Linked DNA regions of Mus musculus: region 2 is linked to region 1. A link is a contact called in public HiChIP or PLAC-seq data. All regions are on one chromosome and are shown on one strand. The core of a region is the stretch at or near the end of the contact, and the rest is flanking DNA. Distances in the headings are between cores, read along the strand shown.

Evidence for each region. HiChIP or PLAC-seq counts read pairs in DNA pulled down with a chosen protein or histone mark.
Region 2: a contact with region 1 is called in an HNF4G HiChIP or PLAC-seq map of pancreatic cancer cells. The contact joins two enhancer-like sites. A contact is called at or near these places in 7 of 484 Hi-C or Micro-C datasets (embryonic stem cells and nephron progenitors) and 3 of 115 datasets of contacts at active chromatin or transcription factors (embryonic stem cells and pancreatic cancer cells).

What each region holds. Positions count from the first base shown.
Region 1 is chr4:139,506,842-139,512,252 of GRCm38.p6, reverse strand. No RefSeq gene overlaps it. Among named protein-coding and RNA genes, the nearest start is that of Iffo2, 65 kb to the left of the region's middle. Within about 2 kb of position 2,977, at least 14 of the 459 cell types and tissues checked have an H3K27ac peak or open chromatin away from gene starts, as enhancers often do. A contact at or near this core is called in pancreatic cancer cells, where this site is marked.
Region 2 is chr4:139,686,004-139,691,414 of GRCm38.p6, reverse strand. No RefSeq gene overlaps it. Among named protein-coding and RNA genes, the nearest start is that of Tas1r2, 35 kb to the right of the region's middle. Within about 2 kb of position 3,279, at least 14 of the 459 cell types and tissues checked have an H3K27ac peak or open chromatin away from gene starts, as enhancers often do. A contact at or near this core is called in pancreatic cancer cells, where this site is marked.

The DNA.
Region 1 (5,411 bases), core at 1,728-4,227:
TGTTTCTATGTGAGCACCCTGTACAATTCCTGGCACATAATCTCAGTTGGCTGAGCTAACTGGTAGCCAACAGGAAGTCAACAGTCAACAGGCAGCACTCAGGGAACCCACACCCAGGTGGCAACAGAGGGTTCTATGAAGGAGAGGGACCTGTGACCCCTTAAACTGGTGACTGTGACCTCCCACCTGACCAGACAACAGTGGGGATAAGAGAAGAGTCAGAGCCATCCCCACTGTGGGTGAGACAGTGACACCCACTAGCAGAGCTGCCTTTAATTCAGAGAACAGTCCCCTCCCACTACCACCTCTTAGGTACCTGGTCTCCTGGAACAGTTTAGAACAAGGCTGAGCTGTTTCAAAGTAACAAGGAACCAAGAACAGTTGGCTTTGTTTGCTATGCACTGTGTAAGAAACTGTATCCCTAGCCCTGGACAGTTACCACATCCAGGAGAGGTGGTTTCATGGGACAAGGCATGGCCTGCTGTCAAATCAGTAAACACTAGCTAGTGTTTACTGATGCCTGATCCATGGCAAAGACTCCACTCACTGAGACTCTGACACCGAGGTGACATCAAAGCTCTGGGAGATTCAAGCCAAGCCCAAAGCCACTCTGCTGTCCAGGCTGACCTGCAGCTACAATCAGATCTGGATAATTCCAGGTCCTGTGACATACAGAACACGCCAACATCCTTCATCCTGTTGGTTGAACCCCTAGAATGGCCACCACCATCTTTCCTTGAAGAGCTAAGACAGAGAGATGCCTTGGCAAGAATTCAGAGAACCCCTCCATCACAGATGATTCTAGAAGGTAGATCTGAACTCTGGTCTGTGGGAGAACAGAGGCCAGGACACTGTAGTGAAACATCCTGAGTGTTCTGTCCCCAGGAAGGTCCTGTCAGAGGTCGAATCCTCCTCAAGGACAACATGACAAGAGTCCTGCAAGGCTGGATGCTGGGTGCACAAAGGACTAGGAGTTCTGTCACGCCAGGTTTCACATTCTGTCTGTCCGTCTGATGCCTGCTATCGGTACTTACCCTCCACATTAGTTACTTTTCTCATTGTTGTAACAAGATGCCTGACAGAAGCAACTTGAGGAGGAAGGCTTACGTGGGCTCACGGTTTGAGGGTGCACAGCCCATCATGGCGGGGAAAGGCACGATGGCAGAAGCATGAGCCACGGGAAGGAAGCAGAGAGAGACGGATGCTGGTCCTCAGCTCACTTTCTTTTTGAATCAGTCCAGGACCCCAGCCTATAGGATGGTGCCGCCCACATTCAGAATCAGTCTTCCTACCTCAGTTAACCCAGTCTAGAAAGTCTCTCATAGACTAATCCAGAGGCTTGTCTCACAGGTGACGTTGGATCCCGTCGAGCTGGCCACCAACCACCACATACCCCTGCCCGCTACCCCCGCTGCCCACTCCTGGGATTTCCTGGTTGTCTGACGCCTCACACTGTGATGTCATTGCTGAAGCCTCAACCCAGCAGCCTAGTCTCTGCAGCTAGCTAACGAACCACCCAGAACTCAATGACAGAAAATAGTCACTTCGTGGGACTTAGCCTGGGCTTTGGGGGATCAGGGCACATCAGGAACTCTGACAGGAAGACTTGAGGGTGACTCAAAGGCTAGGAGCTGGAGTCATGTAGGGTCTTAACTTGCATGGGCCGGTAGGTCTTGGAATGTAACATCTCTCTCCCTCTCTCTCCCTCTCTCTTTCTGTCTCCATCTCTCCCTCCCCCCGCCCCCACAGCTTCTGTGAAGGACTCTGGGCTTCCTCACAGCATCACAGTCAAGTTCCAAGAAGGACAGTCCCAGCAAGATGGGGAGGCTTTCATGGGCTAAGGAGATTTGGATTTGGATCCCTAGTACCTAACTAAAAAGCACACATGTGACCCAGACCTGTGGTGGGTGGAGGCAGGAGAATTGCAGGGCTTCCTGGGCAGCCAGTTAGCTGACACAGTAAGCTCTCAGTTCTGTGAGAAACTCTGACCCAAGAGAATATGGCGGAGAGTGACAGAGCAGGACATCCCATGTCCTCTGACCTGCATATGTGTGCACATGGACACATGCACACATACCCTCCTCAAACACAAGAGCTGGGACATGGCTCGGTGGTTGAAAACATGTGTGAGAGAGACCCCGGGCTTGATTCCCAGCAATGCAAAAATAAGTGAGAGACAGACAGACAGACAGACAGACAGACAGACAGAGAAGAATTGTATGATCTGAGCTTGAAGGCCATAGGGTATCCCGCACAAAGTTGCATATAAGTATATAAGGCTATGGCCAGGTTTGAATGCAGGGGATGTGGCTAGGAGGGACATGGAGGCTGTATTACAAGAAGAACAAAGAAGGCAGACAGGACTGCAGCCTCCTCTGGAAAACTCTAGCCTACTACACATGGCTCTTCATATGGGATATATTCACCCTGCAGTGGGAAAGGGCTTCCTGCACTCGCTGACTCCACCCCCACCACAGAACTCTCTCTCTCTCTCTCTCTCTCTCTCTCTCTCTCTCTCTCTCTCTCTCTCTCTCTCTCTCTCTCTCTCTCTCTCTCTCTCTCTGCCTCCTGGCCCACCTCCACCCACCCTGCAGGGATCCAGCTCTGACCAACATTCCCCCTGACTGAGATGGGGCTCTTCTTGTTCACCACTCCATTGTCACCAAGGACAATGGTCTGTCTACTTACTGGTCTCCAGTAGATGGAATCCTACATACGTAGGGATGGCATTTACCCCAAATACCACTATATCCGCCGCCCCACCCCCACCCCGCACCTAGCCACATTCTAGACCCTTTAGGGGCTTCTACTGGCAACCACTCCCCCACCCCCGCCCCAGACACCATGGGGGCTTCCCCTGCTCTCCCATGGCTCCTCAACTGCCAGCAGGTGCTTGGCAGGCCAGAGGGCAGGAAAGAGCACCTCCCCCTGCTGCCAAGGCCCACTGTTGTTCCAGTGAAAGAGGCAACAAATTACTGGGCTCAAAGGGCAGCCATTAAAACCCAGGCATTGTTCTGGGGCTGCTAATTGCATACCTGAGGAGTGAGGCCACCTGGCCCGCAGTAGTTGCCACAAACCTCTGCCCACAGTACCAGGCCCAGGGTTGGTGGCAGGGAGCCAGGGTAGGATTAGGGGAGCAGGATGGGTGGCCCCAAAGCCATCACCTGGAAAGCCCCTGCCCAAGGCCTGCTGGTCTACCTCTGGGTCACTGAGTCCAAAAGCCAGCACTCTTGACCAGTTTGCAGGGTGATTTTGGAGGCCAAGTGAAGACTGGAGTATATAAACTCTAGCCCCATCCAAAGCCATGCAGAGCCCCTCAAGGCAGGTCCTACTCCTCCTGAGAGGGCTTCAAGATGACCCAGACAAGAGTGACAGGAGACAGGGACGGTCGTCTAGGAAGCGGGTCCCTCAGGAGCAGTGGGCCCAAGGTCAAGTGTTCCATCTCTCTGGGGAGTTACCAGAAAGCCAGGGGAGTTTACCTCAAGGCTTCCTCAGAGCCTGGGCAGGGACCTAGCTACAGTTGCCTGCTTGGACAGCTTTGTACAGTATGTGAGAGATAGTGGGGTTTGCAGTATTGTGTATGTGCATGCGTGCACATGTGTGCTCAGGTGTACATATTCAGAAGAGAATACAGAATATAGGGTGTCCTATTTAAAATTCTCATCCTGCCATATTCCTTTAAGACAGGGCATCTCAGTGGCCCTGGAGCTAGGCTGGTGGCCAGCAAACCCCAGCAATCCTCCTGTCTCTATTCCACAGAGGACCGGAGTTACAGGTACACATACAGCCATGCCCGGTCTTTAATGCGGGTGCTGGGGAATCCAACCTCAGATCCTCACGCACCAAAACACGCTCTTACCCCTGGGCCCTCTCCCCAGCTCTTGTTTGTTTTTGAGACAGGGTCTCGTGTAGTCCGGGCAGGCCTGGCACTCTATAAAGCAGATGGCTTTGAACTTCTGACCCTCCTGCTCCAACTACCGAGTGCCAGGATGACGGCTGCCTCATCAGGCTTGACTTCTGTAATCTTGAATCGTCTACTGTGGCTGGGCGAGGGAACGTGCATCTGTAAGTCTGTATTTAGACACCTAAGGCAGGAAGAGAGTGAGCTCAAGTCTGTCCTTATCTCAAGGGACTGAACAAAAGTCGCGGAGACTCGAGACCAGCAGCCAAGTGCTGTGGTGCACACTTGCAAGAGCGTAAATTTGTCTCAAAAAAAAAAAAAAAAAAAAAACAGGGAAAGGCTGGCAGTATAGCTCAGTGGGTAGAGTGTTTGTCTAGTATGCAGGACGCCCCGGGGGTTTGAGCCTCAGCACTGAAAAAACCAGGCTGGTGGTACAGAAAGTGGAGGCAGGAGGATTAGAAATTCAGTCATGCTTAGCTGTAGATTAAATTTGACTTTAGATACGATCATGTTTCAACAACAAAAGCAACAACAAGATGTTGGGTCTGATGGCTAGGCATGGTTCCGCTCACCTTAGGGGGCAGAGACAGACAGAACTCTGAGTTCAAGGCTAGCCTGATCTACTTAGAGTGTTCCAGGACAGCCAGGGCTACATAGAGAGACCGTATCTTTTTAAGGAGGAGGAGGAAGGGGGAAGGGAAGGGGAGAGAAGGAAAAGGAAAAGAAGAGGAAGGAAGGGAGGAAGGAAAGAAGGAAGGAAGGACAAGACAGGACACTGGGTCCACAGATGGCTCAGCAGATAAAGGCCATCACTGGCAAGTCTGACAACCTGAGTTTGATCCCAGAATGCACAGGGTGAAAGGAGAGAACTTAGTCCTCAAAGATATCCTATGACCCCCACGTGTGTGCTGTGGCATCTGCATACCTACCTACCCACACAGTAAATAAGCGGGTAGTGGATGGGCCCCGGCAGTCCCTAGAAGCAGATATGCGGACAGTCAACAGCGCAGACCTTTAAGAGGGAAGGGCTGAGTTAGGGCTGGAGAGCCAGCTCAGTGGGAAAGCGCACCTGTCGCTATGACAGAGTGGCAGCTCACAGCCATCTAGTTCTGGAGCACCCAATGCCCCTCTTGGGACCTCTGTGGACAGCAGGCATAAACACTATGCACATTCATATATGTGCATACATTCATAGACATAAAATATATCTTCAAAATACGACGGAGTGCCGTGTGGGTGAGGGGCTGAGGCGGGTTGCACCTCTGTTTGCTCACCTGTAGAATGGGGACACGGGTATATCTACTGCTCCTTGCACCCTATGAGCTGTGGTGGTGGCTCTCTTTGCTGACATGGGACACGGTCCACATTTGCTCACCCTGCCACCCCCACCTCAGAGGCTGCAGCTGTGGCTGGTGACTAATCATGTGAGTGACTGAGTACACACATGTGCTTGGTCTGAGGCGGTCCAGCCTACACCTGACAATGCCCCTGTGCTTTTGAAATCACATTC
Region 2 (5,411 bases), core at 2,030-4,529, 180 kb before region 1:
GAGACAACCATACAGAGGTAAAGGAAAACCACTCTAGGAAGAAATGGCAACAGCATGTGCAAAGGTCCTGGGGATGGGGTGGGGAGAAAGAATTCTGTGTCTGAAGCAACCAGAGAATTAGTGAATACCTAAAATAAGAGGATGAGACTAGAGCCCTGGTAGACAGGGACAGGTCAGCAGGGCCTTCACAGGCTGTCCCAGAAGTCTCCTGGTTCTGCTCCAAGTGATGGAGCCATTAGAAAGGGGTCTTAAGTTGCTAAGCAACAGAGACTCTCACAGGTACCCCTGAGGCACCATGGAGAGTATAGAGAAGTAAGCAGATGAATGAAGACAGTGGCCAGCAAGAAGGCCACTGGCATCAAGGTATGAGATGGCAGCTGGTTCCCGGGCAGAGACAGAGCCGAGATCTGGAAGCCTTAGGGATATCATCAGCTCACTTCTGGGTGCACAGGAGGATGCAGAATGGAACTGGGATGACTCTCACCCAATCCATGGGAAACCCTAGGCCTTAGAAGTGTGTGTGAGGGTCCCAGAGTCATTGTTTATGAAAAACGCACACGCCACTGCTGTGCATCTGAGAGAAACCATCACCGATTCTCAGAGCTCACATCAGAGCAAAGCTCTGGAGCTGCAGAGCCCTGAAACAGCAGCTGGAAAAACCTGAACTGTGCAGTCAAGAGTCCCAATGCTGGCTGCCACGCGATTCAGAGTCGGAGGGTGGCACAAGTGGCCCTGTGTAGGTGACACATGGCCCTGAGTAGAGATGGTGCCATGGTATAAGATAAGCCACGTGGAATGCCACGCCATCTGGAGACAGCAAGGGCAGGTGCATTGATCATCTGGAAGCCTCTAGCTCTGTAGACAGGAAGCCTGAGCAAGATTCCAACTCAGGACAGCTTTGAGTGGCCTTGAGTCAGTGGTTGTCTTCATTTGGGCCTCAGTTTCCCCTTTTGTGTAGCAAAGGGATTAGGGTTCGAGGTCCCTTGCAATTGTGACTCTGCTAAAAGTCCTCCCTCCCTGAGCCAGCAAGATGGTCCATGAAATAAAGATGACAGCCACCAAGCCTGAGGACCTGGGCTCCATCCTTAGGATTCACGCTGTCGAAGGACTAAAGACTCCTGGGAGTTGTCCTCTGACCTTCAGATGCTGTGTGTTACACATACATGCCCCTCCCACACAAATAAATAAAGTGTAATTAAAAGGTAAAGCCCCCTTCCCCTGCCATGCTCAGGAGTGTAGGCGCTGGGCACCTCCCCAGGGGACCCAACTGGCCACATCAGGCTATCCAGGCAGGGTTCCACCACAGGATCCACCTCAGACACGCCCAACTTCCTACCACAATGACTGCCGCTCTCTACCTCACCTTCCAGCTCCAGGACAGCCAGGGTTAATAACCACATCCCCAGCACTACATAAAAAAGGCAAGAAGGCAGGGTACCCCCTGAGCCCCACCCCCACCCCCAAGCTGGCCAAGCAGCTGTCTCCCCACATCCAGGATTACCAGGCTCCCAGGGGCCGGGGAGGAAGCACATTACATTCTTGAGGGCCTTATGTCAGGCTGGCTGCTTCCCCCCAACACACACAGACCTCCAATCCCCTCCTCACTCCCCTGCCAAGACGGCTGGGCAGGCATGGAGCCAGCCAGGCTGGGCACAAACCACCCCGCTGGATGGCCTTCCCTCCTCTCTTTCCTTCCTTTGCCTGCAAAGCAAGGTCACACCCACTACAACAGTCTGATACAAGGGACAGAGGGCACCTCACAGGAGCCACCCTTACACACGCTCTCACTCTCTAAATCCTCCGTCATCAACTCCATTCTGCAGACAGGAAGCTGAGGCTCAGTGAGGGTGAACAGGTAGCCCAAGGTCACACAACTACCATGCGGCATGGCTGGGATTCAAACCCAGGACTTCTGGCTGCGAAGTGAACAGGCTTAAAGTCACTGGTGTGTCTGCTTACAATGGCTCATTTTCTCCCCATTTCCCTGCCCCCAGCTGCTCAGTTTGTGGCTACTCCATTAAGGTCAACCCCAGTTATGGTTGGGGTCACATAGCAAACTTCCTTCCTTGTCTTTCCAGAACTGTCTCTCTGCCTCCGGTAGCTGTGTGACTTTGGAGAAGGCAGTTCCCTCTCTGTTCGCCACCCACTTTCTGCACATGGATATCAGAATGGGAAGCACTGGTGCAGAGGCTGCAAAGTGGATATGTCTTGTTGGAGCTCCATGCCCTCAGCCAGCCATGATGTGGGCCCAGGTGTGAGGCAGGAGCACTGTAACAGGCCCAGGTGGGAGGCAGGTGCACTGTAACAGGCCCAGGTGGCAGGCAGGTGCAGTGTAACAGGCCCAGGTGGGAGGCAGGTGCACTGTAACAGGCCCAGGTGGCAGGCAGGTGCAGTGTAAAAGGCTCAGGTGGGAGGCAGGTGCACTGTAACAGGCCCAGATGGGAGGCAGGTGCAGTGTAACAGGCCCAGGTGGGAGGCAGGTGCAGTGTAAAAGGCCCAGGTGGCAGGCAGGTGCAGTGTAAAAGGCTCAGGTGGGAGGCAGGTGCACTGTAACAGGCCCAGGTGGGAGGCAGGTGTACTGTAACAGGCCCAGGTGGGAAGCAGGTGCACTGTAACAGGCCCAGGTGGGAGGCAGGTGCACTGTAACAGGCCCAGGTGGGAGGCAGGTGCAAACAGGAAGGTGGAAAGGAGAGCAGGTAATCAGGAAATGTCCTGAAATATACCTCATCCCTCGGTGACACATGCCAGCCTCCTACCTCCCAGGTGCCCTCTGAGAGGCTTCCACCTACTTGCTATGGACTGTCCAGAATTACTCTCTGGACTCACCTAAACAGCAGGAAGGAATCAAAAGGCTTAGAGGCCGGGAGGGGCGGGGGGGGGGAGGCCTTGGGTGTTTCTTGGGGTGGAGCCAGTCCAGGGACATACAGAAAGTCCGGTGAGCTGAGGTTAGACCAGGAACTGAGACCTAAGACAGATTTATCTTGTGAAGCCAGGTCATATCTTAGGACGTCCACGCTGAGCCCACTGATCCTGATTGGGAACAGAATCACCCAGAGGCCCCCACCCACCCTTGGCACCTTTCTGAGTACTCGGCCCTTCGTGCCTCCCTCCACAGGCTCATGACATTGTTCTTGGTTAAATACAGACCACGCCTGACCACAGGCCTCTTTGTTTAACTCTCTGTGTGTGAATTCTTTATTCACAGTTCCTTTTAGACCCGTATTTGCTCAAATATTTGGTGACTCAAAGCAGAGGCTGAGAGTTGGGCATCTATTTCCCTAGTGTGGTTGGTAGAGCGCTTGTCCGGCATGCATTCACGGGGCCCTGGGTCCTGCCCCCAGCACTGCATGGGGTGGCTGACGTGCATACTCACAACACTCCAGAGGGAGGCAGAGGCAAGGAGATCACAAGTTCAAGGTCATGGTAAGTTTGGGGCTAGCCTGGGATGCATGAGACCCCCCCCCCCAAGGAAGGAAGGAAGAAAGACAGAGGGTTGGGGAGAGGGAAGAAATGGAAGAAGAAAAAAAGCCCACAGTGGCGGGCAGCTGGGCGTGGCCTGACAGATGGAATCCCTAAACTCTGTCAACGCATGTCATCAATGGTCCTTGTCACAGTCAACTCTTCCTGCAGCAAAGAAAGCACCAAAGGCCCTGCTGTCTCCTGAACCTATATTACCCACAGCAGTGGCCACTGCCGCCGCAAGGCTATCACCACACACTGTAAGTGACAGGCCCCCTTCATCACAACATTGCAACAGCCCTGGGTGTTCCTGGTCTTGTCCATGTGTCCCTCAGAGGACAGGAGGGCATAGGAGGTGGGGTGGGGGAGGGCAGGGAAGATACACCAGAAATGCAAGGTTGCTTCAATTCACATTCTAATGTGCAGAGGAGACAACAAGGAATGCTGGGAAGTTTCTAAAGCAGCTTGGAAAGAGGGAGCTGGAGAAGAAAAGATGTGGTGTTGGAGTAGGTAGCCTTGTGCTAACCCTGGCACCCTCCCTGCCTTGTCGCTGTCCACTGAAGCCACTTCTCTGTGGAGCAGGTGGGAAGACATTCTACCCGCCCTCTTCAGGCACTTCTCATATCCCATGAGCTCGCACCACCCTGGGGACTCTAGGCCAGGAGACACCACAGTTCAGAAAGGCAAGGGTCTGCGCAGGGTCAGTGCAGCCCAATGGTCAGTGCACACAGCCCTGATGGCCTGTCCTGGGCTGTGCACATCCCACGAGTCCCCACTACCGCCCCATCGCCTGTCAGGCTCTGAGAAGCAGCCTTCTCCTGTGTCACAGAGAGGGAAATGAAGGTGTTCAGAAACACATTTTGATTGATGTCATCTAGTTTATAAGAGGAGACCTGGGCTTTCAGCCTTTAGCCTGGACAGAGGTTCTATACTTGAGACAAGCCCTGCCAAGCACTGCAGTGGCAAAGGAGACTGGGGGCAGGAATACACAGAAGGGACAGGCCCGAGGGGCCTTGTACAGGGACTCAGTACAAACTCTCTTCTCTACGTGGCCAAGCTGTCTAGGCTAAAAACTATGCTGCTTTTCATAATGCCTGCTACACGCTGGACATCATCCGCAGAACCACCAGACCCTCTCCCCACCCCCGAATATTCTCGTAACTACATCCAGGCCCTTTGTTTGTTTGCTTCCTTTTCTGAGATAGCATCTCCCTCTGTGCGGGTGCTGAGCTTGAACTCAGGACCCTCCCGCCTTAGCCTCCTGACTGGCAGGCTGAGAGGCATGTGCCACCAAGCTGGGCTTGCATCTTAGGATCGTTCAGGCTCAAATCAGATATGGACCATTTCTGCTGATGTTTCTCACCCCAGGCAGCACACACACTCATACTCACACACACACACCACTCAACACAACACACATACATACAATATACACACATACACAACAACACACATGTATACATACAGAACACACGCAACATACCACACACACATATACCATGCATACAACACAACACACACACATACAACACAACACATACATACAACACACATATACTTCACAAACACAACACACACATACAGCACAGCACACACATACAATACACATACAACACACAAAACACACACACACACAACACACACATACTATACACACAACACACACACATACAACACACACACACAAAACACATACTTGTAAAACATACACCCAACATACCATGCACACACCACACACAACACATACATATACCACACACACATACAACTCACACTACCTGCTATCCTAAGGTCAAATCCCTTGAGGAGGGCCTGGCCCTTGCTTGGCCAACACCTACCTCCCACTCATGGCTCTCTCTGGCAGGAAGGTGCTCTCCCCATAACTATGTCCCACCTCACCCCACAGGCCTCAGCACTAACACCAGCCCTCAGACCCGAGTCACTTTCCCTCC